Regions from separate parts of the Sus scrofa genome. Here region 1 is linked to region 2. The links are chromatin contacts, called in public Hi-C maps. All regions are on one chromosome and are shown on one strand. The core of a region is the stretch at or near the end of the contact, and the rest is flanking DNA. Distances in the headings are between cores, read along the strand shown.

The links. Hi-C and Micro-C count contacts between places; a contact is called where the count stands out from the background.
Region 1: a contact with region 2 is called in a Hi-C map of embryonic fibroblasts, with 4 times the contacts expected there. The contact joins the promoter of SPATA7 here to the promoter of GALC in region 2. A contact is called at or near these places in 3 of 5 promoter capture datasets (fetal liver, fetal skeletal muscle and liver), 6 of 47 Hi-C or Micro-C datasets (embryonic fibroblasts, fetal skeletal muscle, heart right ventricle and 2 more) and 2 of 2 datasets of contacts at active chromatin or transcription factors (alveolar macrophages and skeletal muscle).

Annotation. Positions count from the first base shown.
Region 1 is chr7:110,307,565-110,312,009 of Sscrofa11.1, forward strand. It overlaps SPATA7 (spermatogenesis associated 7), which reads left to right and starts at 1,898. Exons shown (of 12, transcript NM_001177908.1): 1 at 1,898-2,047. The coding sequence starts at 2,029.
Region 2 is chr7:109,960,071-109,964,150 of Sscrofa11.1, forward strand. GALC (galactosylceramidase) reads right to left here and starts at 1,337. Exons shown (of 17, transcript NM_001243631.1): 1 at 1,130-1,337. The coding sequence starts at 1,324.

The DNA of each region.
Region 1 (4,445 bases), core at 648-3,147, 350 kb after region 2:
CTCCATCCCTATCACAAAGACAAATTAAATTGCACCTATGGTAATATGTTCTCTGCTAAAATTGGAGAGAAAAAGACCCTAATCATGCACATCTTGGAAGAACTAAAAGAAAATCCTTAAGAAAAATAATGACATGCGGATGGCTTCAGCTGAAGTTGGACACCAAGCAATATAGTCTTCCGAACCCTCTCCCATTTTGCTCTTCTTCCAATTGTGGAGCCCCTTTCCTATTTCAAAGCAAAATCTACTTTTCATACCCCAAATCTATTTTCATAAGAGGAACTGGCATCGCCTTTGTGTAAATCAAATCACTGTGTTGCCTCCCCCAGGGGTATTTGCCCTTCATGCTTTACTTCTAGCTCAATTTAACAAATGCTTACTGGAAGCCTATTATATACAAGGTATTTCCCAGATTCTAGAAGTGGAATAAAAGCCTTCATGTTCTTAGACAGGGATTTCAAACATTAATGAGTAGGTAGGCAAGGGAGTTTTTCTCTGGATAACATCTGACCCTCTGCCCCTGTACCCTTCTAAATGACCTTTGTTGTTAGGCATCACAGAACCACTACACACATTTCCACATTCCTCACATTTTGAATCTAATTTTCCCCTTGCCCTGGGATCTTAAAGAATCAGTAGCACAAGCATTACCATAACCAAATTTCTGGCTTATTCCACTTTTCTTTTCATAGCATTTCTGACTTACTCCCTTATGCCTAAATTCCTTAATACCCTGAAGAAGACAAAAGTCTTAAAAGAGAGAAAACTATTGTTGAACATCTCATTTTGCCAGGCACTCTACATGTTAATCCTTGCAACTACAAAATTAGTGGCATACTTTCCATCTTAGAAAAAAGGGATCTGAGGCTCAGAGAGGTTTAGAAACTAATTCAAGTAGTTTAGGAACTAATTGTGGCAGAAAACTCACAATTAAGTTCCACAAATCTGACTCCAAAGCCAGTAATTTTTCCATCACAGCACAGGTTCTCAAACGGGATTGGAGTGGAGTGGGGTGGGGGGTCTGCCTCTCAGGTGATCTTTGGCAACATCTGGAAACATCTTTGGACACAACCACGGGTGGAGTGCAAGCAGTGGGTAGGGGCCAGGGACGCTGCCAAACATCCTCCCCGCCCCAACGAAGAATTATGCATCTGGCCGAAAATGTCAATAGAGCCACTGCTGAGGACACATGGCAGAACGCTCCCAGGCTCCATTCTGTGACTCCCAAGGATTCAAAAGTAACCGCTTTAAAATTAAACAAATTGTAGAAAGCCATGGAAAAATCAACGCCTCGTTCATGTTGCAATACTCTTCCAACATAAGGGAAAACCGATTTTATTAAGACAAAAAAGGCGGAGGGGGATGGTGAAAGGAGGAGGGAAGCTAAGGAAGCAGGAAAGAAACACAAACTGATTATCCGGGTTAAAAATCAAGATATAAATATGTGGGTGTTTTTCATTCTCATGATTTTTCACTAATTCAAATGTTCATGGGTTACTTTGAGATGTAATTATTTGGAATTGGTTAAATGTTACCCTGACCACAGCCAACATGGGCGTTTTGACTTTTTCCTGGGACCCAGGGGACACAGATGCCAGATGAAACCACCACTTCTTCCTGTTCTTCCCGCTGGGACAAGGCCTGTCAGGTGCTGGCGGCTTGACTCCTGACAAGCAGCCGCTCTGTGGACTACTGGCAGAGTCCCAGAGCAACAGACTGGCGCTTAAGGTTCTTTCCCTGCCGGGCCCCTCCATCCCGGCACCTCCATCCCGGCACCCTCCCGGCTTTCCTCCCCTCTGCGGCTACCCCCGGGGGCGGGGCAGCGAGAGCGCACGTCCCAACGCCGTGACGTCACAATCCCGGCGCCGTGGAACCCGCCCTTAGCAACCGGCCTTGCGACAGTCTCCATCCGCTGCCGCCCCCTCGCCGGCCCCTTGTTGCCAAACCTCTGCTGCGGGGGCTGGCCGGGCACGGGGAAGGACCGAAGGGGACCCGGCTGTACCCACGGCGGCTGCAAGAGGTCTAAGCATGGATGGCAGCCGAAGAGGTAAAGGGCAGCTGTCGCGAGCTACCGCTAGCCATCTCGCGCCGGCCGGCTGTCGGGCCTTCGGGTCCAGGCTGCGCGGTTCTAGGCCGAGCGCTGGGCGCTCCCTGTCCCCTTTTTAGTCGCCAGTGTTGACCCGAGTGTTGCCCCGTGCTGCCTAGGCTTCTTGCATCAGAGGAAGCCTTGCTTGTGGGGTTCACAGGTCCGCTTCTTGCTCTGAATTTGTTGCCCTGCCTCCAGGAGACCCTGCCCCTGGAATTCGAGGTCGGAGACGAACCAAAATTGGTGTTTGGAGTGAGACTTCTCTGGGCCCCCAAATCAAGCCCCGCTGCACTCCTCAGGAGTGGCCCTCAGTTATCCCAGCTTTTGAACGTGGTGGTACAAACGCCTCTGTCTTGGAGCTCTTGGGGATTAAATGCAGATGATACATACAAAGCTCTTAGCACAGTATAAATACTCAGTAAATACGAAATCCTCCATATTGTAACCCCATCCCCGCCCCACCAAACTAGTGAGTAACCCAGGGATTCTCTAACTTTAGTGTGAGTAGGAATAGTGCTAAAATTCAGTAGGTCTGATGAGGACTGAGCCTTTGCATTTCTAATAAACTTCCAAATAATGCCGTGTTGCTGGCTGTAGTTTTAGTAGCAAAGGCCTAATCCGTAATCTGCTCTTGACTGAATAGCCTGGTTAAAGTGGACATTACAGTGGATCCACTGGAGCCACGTAACTTTAAACATCTATGCCTCAGACCGATCCAGATCATTTGCATTTTCTGAGCAAGGCGTTTAAGGCAATCTCCAGACCTCTTCTGGCAATTTAGTGTTCTTATGTTTTAAACTGTACCTTTAAAGCCAGCTGCTAGATGGTTCCTTGCAATCAGTCTTGTTTGAATACAGGTGTGCCTTTATTATGTAATCTTTGATCAAAAAAAGTGCTGATCTGAATGTAGGAAATAACTGTATATTAGTAACCTAAGTTCCAGGAAAAGCAAACCAACATGCCTTTATGGTTTTCAGAAATTTTACCACATAAGTTAACATTACCTTTGCTGTGTACCAGAAAATATTTCTGAATTTCCTTAGTTTTAAATGCACAAAACATCTTGTATTATTCTCATTTCACAGTGAATAAAAGTAATTTGCCCAAGTCACAGTAAGTGGCACAACAGGCTTTGAATACAGGTGTAATGAATGTGAAACTAGTGCCATTGTTTCGTTTACTATTCCTTTGTAGAACTGGGAGCATGGGAAAGGATGTATGTCAAATTTAGAGTATAATGGCCTTAATAAGACAGTAAGTCTCAGTGTTTATTAAATTTTTTAAAATCAGGTTCATGTCAAGAGATAATACGGGAGTTCCCGTAGTGGCGCAGTGGTTAACGAATCCGACTGGGAACCATGAGGTTGCGGGTTCGGTCCCTGCCCTTGCTCAGTGGATTAACGATCCGGCGTTGCCGTGAGCTGTGGTGTAGGTTGCAGACGCGGCTCGGATCCCGCGTTGCTGTGGCTCTGGCGTAGGCCGGTGGCTACAGCTCCGATTAACCCCTAGCCTGGGAACCTCCATATGCCGCGGGAGCGGCCCAGGAGATAACAACAACAACAACAACAACAACAAAAAGACAATACCGTTTATATTTCCATAACTTACCCAATTAGCTTCATTTTTAGGACATTATATAATGTATGGTATCAAACATTAATTTTGAGTTTTTAAGAAAAATGTAATATTCCCCAGATATCTGGGGTAGTCAGTTCTCCTATACATAATTATTAATAGGAAACCATATTTTAGCCAACGCTAAAATAATTTTAATTGAAAATTTTGCGCTTTCTAAATTTGTTAGATTTCATTGAAGTTACCTGTGATGATTTCAAGAGCACAAAATGTTAAGGCATCTAAAGTTAAAATTTATTTATCTTTTGTCATTTATTCTCTGTGACATTTGCTATCTTCTCTGTATACCTACTTTTCCTTTTTCTATGGACTGCAGAGAAACATACATACATTAGAAAGGAGTTTGGAGGTCATAAGCTGCATACAGAGAATAAACTGTATTTCTTAGCCTGTTTCATATGGTAAAGTAAATTAGAGCATGGTTTAACTCCTAAGCAGTTTATATTGATCAAGATAGGATAATGGTTAAGACTCAGGAACCAGAGTGCCTGGATTCAGATCCAAAATCTGTCACATTTTAGTTGTATAACCTTGGATAAATTGCATCGCTTTATCTCTCTGTGCTTCATCTATAAAGCGGGGATAATGATAGTACCTATGTCCTAGGATTGTTGTAAGGATTAAGTGAATTTGTAGCTACGAAGTGATTAGCACTGTGTCTGGCATGGTTAGCAGTGTTCAGTAAGTTAGTTATTTGACTGCAGGCGAAGAAACCCAACTCAAA
Region 2 (4,080 bases), core at 87-2,586:
GGCCTTTCATTAATGTTATGAACACTGGTTGGGACAAATGTACCATACTGATGTGGGATGCCCATTAACAGGAGAAAACTGGCTGCAGGATATATGAGAACTCTGTATTGTCTTGGCAACACTTCCACAACTCTAAATCTATTCTTAAACTACAAGTTCAAAAATAGATCATCCCTTGCCCCAAAGACCCTTGAATCAGGAAAAAATTTCTCTCAATACATACTATGAGAATCAACTGGTGCATTTGTTAAAAATGCAGATTCTCAGACCCCACTCCAGAACTAGAGTCAGAATGGGGGCGGGGCAGGGTCTGCATTGCACAAGGTGATTCTTAGGCACTTTAATGGTGGTGAGTCACTGTCTCCATCCAAGGTTTCCCTCCCCTGGCACACCTAAATAGCCGCCAGTGAGGGACTGACCCTTCCAGCCTCTAACTCACGCCCTAGGGCTTCACCTTCTGCGGGGACAACGATCCTCCAAAAATCCTAAACTCTCAGTTGATACTGGCGTAGTCCGCCACTAGAAAAAAAAAAAAAAAAAGGTTCCAGTTTCTGGCCTCTCACCTTTCTAAACAGACCTTGGGGTACCTGTTATGCCTCCAGACAAAAACCTATCCAGCATTCGGCCCTTTGAAAGAGCCCAACCGCGCCCCGCACTAGTGGTCCTGCACTTCCCCCGACCCCTCTTCCTAAAAAGGAAGAGGCACAGCATCCCACAGGCTCATCCTCTTCAGCAGACAGACGCTCCCCAGCTCACTCTCTGGCCGTCTCAAGAGCCACCCTCACCGGGTGCCCTCCCCAAGGAGAAGAGCCCCCAGGCCCCGTTGCCCAAAGTGAGGGAGGATTTGAGCCCCAGCCTTGTCACTATCTAGACCTGTCACTTACTCGGTGGACCTCCGGATCCTTATCTGTTACACCTAACTGCCTCTACAGGATCACCTTAAACCAGCCTGGGCGGACTCGAGCCACGCAGTCCACGCACCCCGACAACCAGCCCAGAGGCGGCGGGGCTGCGCCGCGGGGGCTTGTGGGGCGGGACGGGGCGGACCCCTGGCGCCCCCACAACCGCCCCGCCCCACCATCCCACCCCCTCAGCTCACAGCCAGCTCACCCCACTGCCCCCTGCTCACCCCGCCGCCGCTGACCGCTCCGATGCCGTCGAACTCCCGGCCCAGCCCGTCAGAGTCGTCGAGCACGTACGAGCTGCCAGGCGCAAGCAGCGCGCACAGCAGCAGGGTCACCGCGACTTGGCCCGCCGAACCCGCGGCAGCCGTCATGACTTTCACTCGGCGTTGCCGGGAAGCCTGGAGTCGGCGCTCAGCCATTGTGTGGGTCACATGACTCCGGCGCCCAGGGAGGCGGGTCTGGTCGCCGCCATGATGGAGAAGGGCAGGAGTTCGCTGGCGCCCCCGCCGCCATGTTGAGTGTGGGCCGCAGGTCGCTGACGCAGCCACCGAAGTGCTGCGGGAGGACAGAAGGAGCCTCCTCTAGTCGCCTCCATACGTCAGGGTCTGACTCCGGCTTTGGCGTGTATCGCTTCACTGCCCCTCTTCTGGCTTCACCTACTGGAGCCTTTGGCGAAGAGAAGGTGGATGGCCAAGGCCAAGGGAGCGGGCAGTGAATGGCCCAACGCAGACGTCCCCCAGCATTTCCAGGCGTATCTACCATGTGCCACCAGGGGGCAGAGCTAAAAACGGACAGGCTTGCAGCCTCTATACTAGTCCATCTTCAGCGGTCACCATGGTTGAGTCATTTAGCTTTCTGGGCCTGAGTGTCCTCTTAATGTGAGAGGAAACAAGAAGAGCAGCCACACGGGGCACGTATAATTAAACATAAGGCGACAGACATGCAGTATATCTTCACTGACTGCCCTTACACATGAGAACTTCAGTTTGGCGCTTGCCATCCTGAGTAAAACAGGAACCACTGCAGCTGCCCACCTGTAGCACACCCCCCCCCACCCCAGTGGAGCTCAGGGTGGAGACCAGGAGTGAGGCACTCTGTGCTCTGGGAAAACTGAAAGAAATGATCTTTAGATAGTTAGATGTTTTTAGGAGAAGATTTTTATGAGCCCAGTTCTTACATCTTATATCTAGAAAAACGCAAAAATCCGTCAATGATGGCTAATGTCTGTGACCAGTAGTAACCTTCACAAGACCCACAACAAACTTCTGTAAAGTGTGTGCATAGCTGCATTACCTCCCCCTTCTCCTTTATGACTTAGATCTTGATAGTCCCCCTTTCCTCTTTGGGGCGGTATTTCTGCCCCTGGGCTGTAATTAGTGGGCCAAACAAAAGATGTCAGGGTCACCTGTGAGAACAGCCACTCCCAAGGGTGGGCCACTGAGCCCTGGGGAACTCAGGAAAGCGTTATCAAAGGAGTGATTCTGGTTAAGCCCAGAACTTTACTGTGTTCCCATAGAAATGGTTTTCTGTAAACCTGGTTATCTGTACATCTTTTGTTCCTACTAGTTCCCCATTGCTGCAAAAACTCATATATCCTCGCTCCCCCCCTCACCTCCTCAGAGCAGTTTCCCGAGGCTGCCTGAGATGCTCTCCTGGGCTTAAGTCCTAATTTCACCCCAAATAATACTTAACTCTCAACTTTTCAGATTGTATTTTTTTCAATCCACACACACACACACACACACACACACACACACACACACACACTTAACAAAAGTTAGCTGACAGGTTCTTCATCCTGGTAACTACTGTGTAACTTAATAAGCTACGTCCTGCTTCCAGTTGAAATGGTTCCAGGCAGTAAACCCTAAACTGGTAGGGAAATTGTGAATTGTCCTGAGAGTCCTGTCGCATCTGGCTTCCTAAGCGAGCAAACATTAATGACTGACTTTCAGTTGTCCTGCTCAGCCGTTGGTCAACATTGTGGTGAGCCCTTCCCCCAAGCAAGTGACAGTTACTGAGGGACCGTTGGCCCTCCCCCCCCCTTTCTCCTTATAAAAGGAGTCTGAATTGGGACTGAAGCAAGATGCGTTTTTGAGACACTAGTCTGCCATCTTCTCCGTCTGCTAGCTTTCTGATTAAAATCATTATTTCTTGCCCCAACAACTCGTCTCCAAATTTATTGGCCTGTCGTGGGGCAAGCAGAGCAAACTTGGGTTCAGTAACAGCTTGGTCTGAAATTCCTGATTTCCTTGGTATTGAAGTCAAATGAAGAGAGAAGACTCTGGGGGAGGCGTTTCTGATCCCAAAATCTCACTTGGCAGAGCTGTGAAATTGGTAATCCAGAAATACCCAAATGTCTCGGAGAAGACCCCAAAGCCATAAGCCGCAGGAGCCTCTGTCTGCAGGGTCCTATTTGGAATCTGATGGTTTTACCCCTTATTTGCAAACCCATATGTAAGTGTCAAGACCACAATTACACTCAGAGGAAAAAAAAAATCTTATCTGGGCAGTTCTGTAAACACAGTCATCGGGCCCTTGAGATGTGTCTCTGTTCTTCGTGGACAGTATGCTGCTCTTTCCATCTTCTTAAATTACTGTAGGTCCGTTATGATTTACCGAGCACAATCCCAACTTGTGTCTATTGTCCTAACATAGTTATTAATGGTGCCCCTTTCACCCTCAAAAGGGTTCGGCTTGGGAGAGGTAATTTGTGTATTGGCCACTAGTTTTCTTCCATTTCTTCTCCTTCCACCACCCCCCATAAAGCACATGTCTGAACTACTTTCCTAATAACCACCATTCTATGAGTCAAGTCAATAACTACACAAGCGCCATAGATTCCTCTTCCCAGAACTCACTCTGATCCATCAGTTCTAACACAATTTTTTTTTTTTCTGCCCTGCAGCATATGGAGTTCCCAGGCCAGGGATCAGATCCAATCCACAGTTGCAACACTGGATCCTTTAACCTACTGTGCCGGCCAGGGATCAAACCTCCGTCCTGAGTGGTGCCACAGTGGGAACTCCTAACACTATTTTAAGTATGAGCTTAAAGTAGATGCAAAACATGGCTGATAAATCAAGCGAATGCTAAGCTTTCTACCAGCCCTGAGAGTTTATATCTATGATATACATATAATATATGCATTGCTAGGAGCCGTTCGCACAGGTCT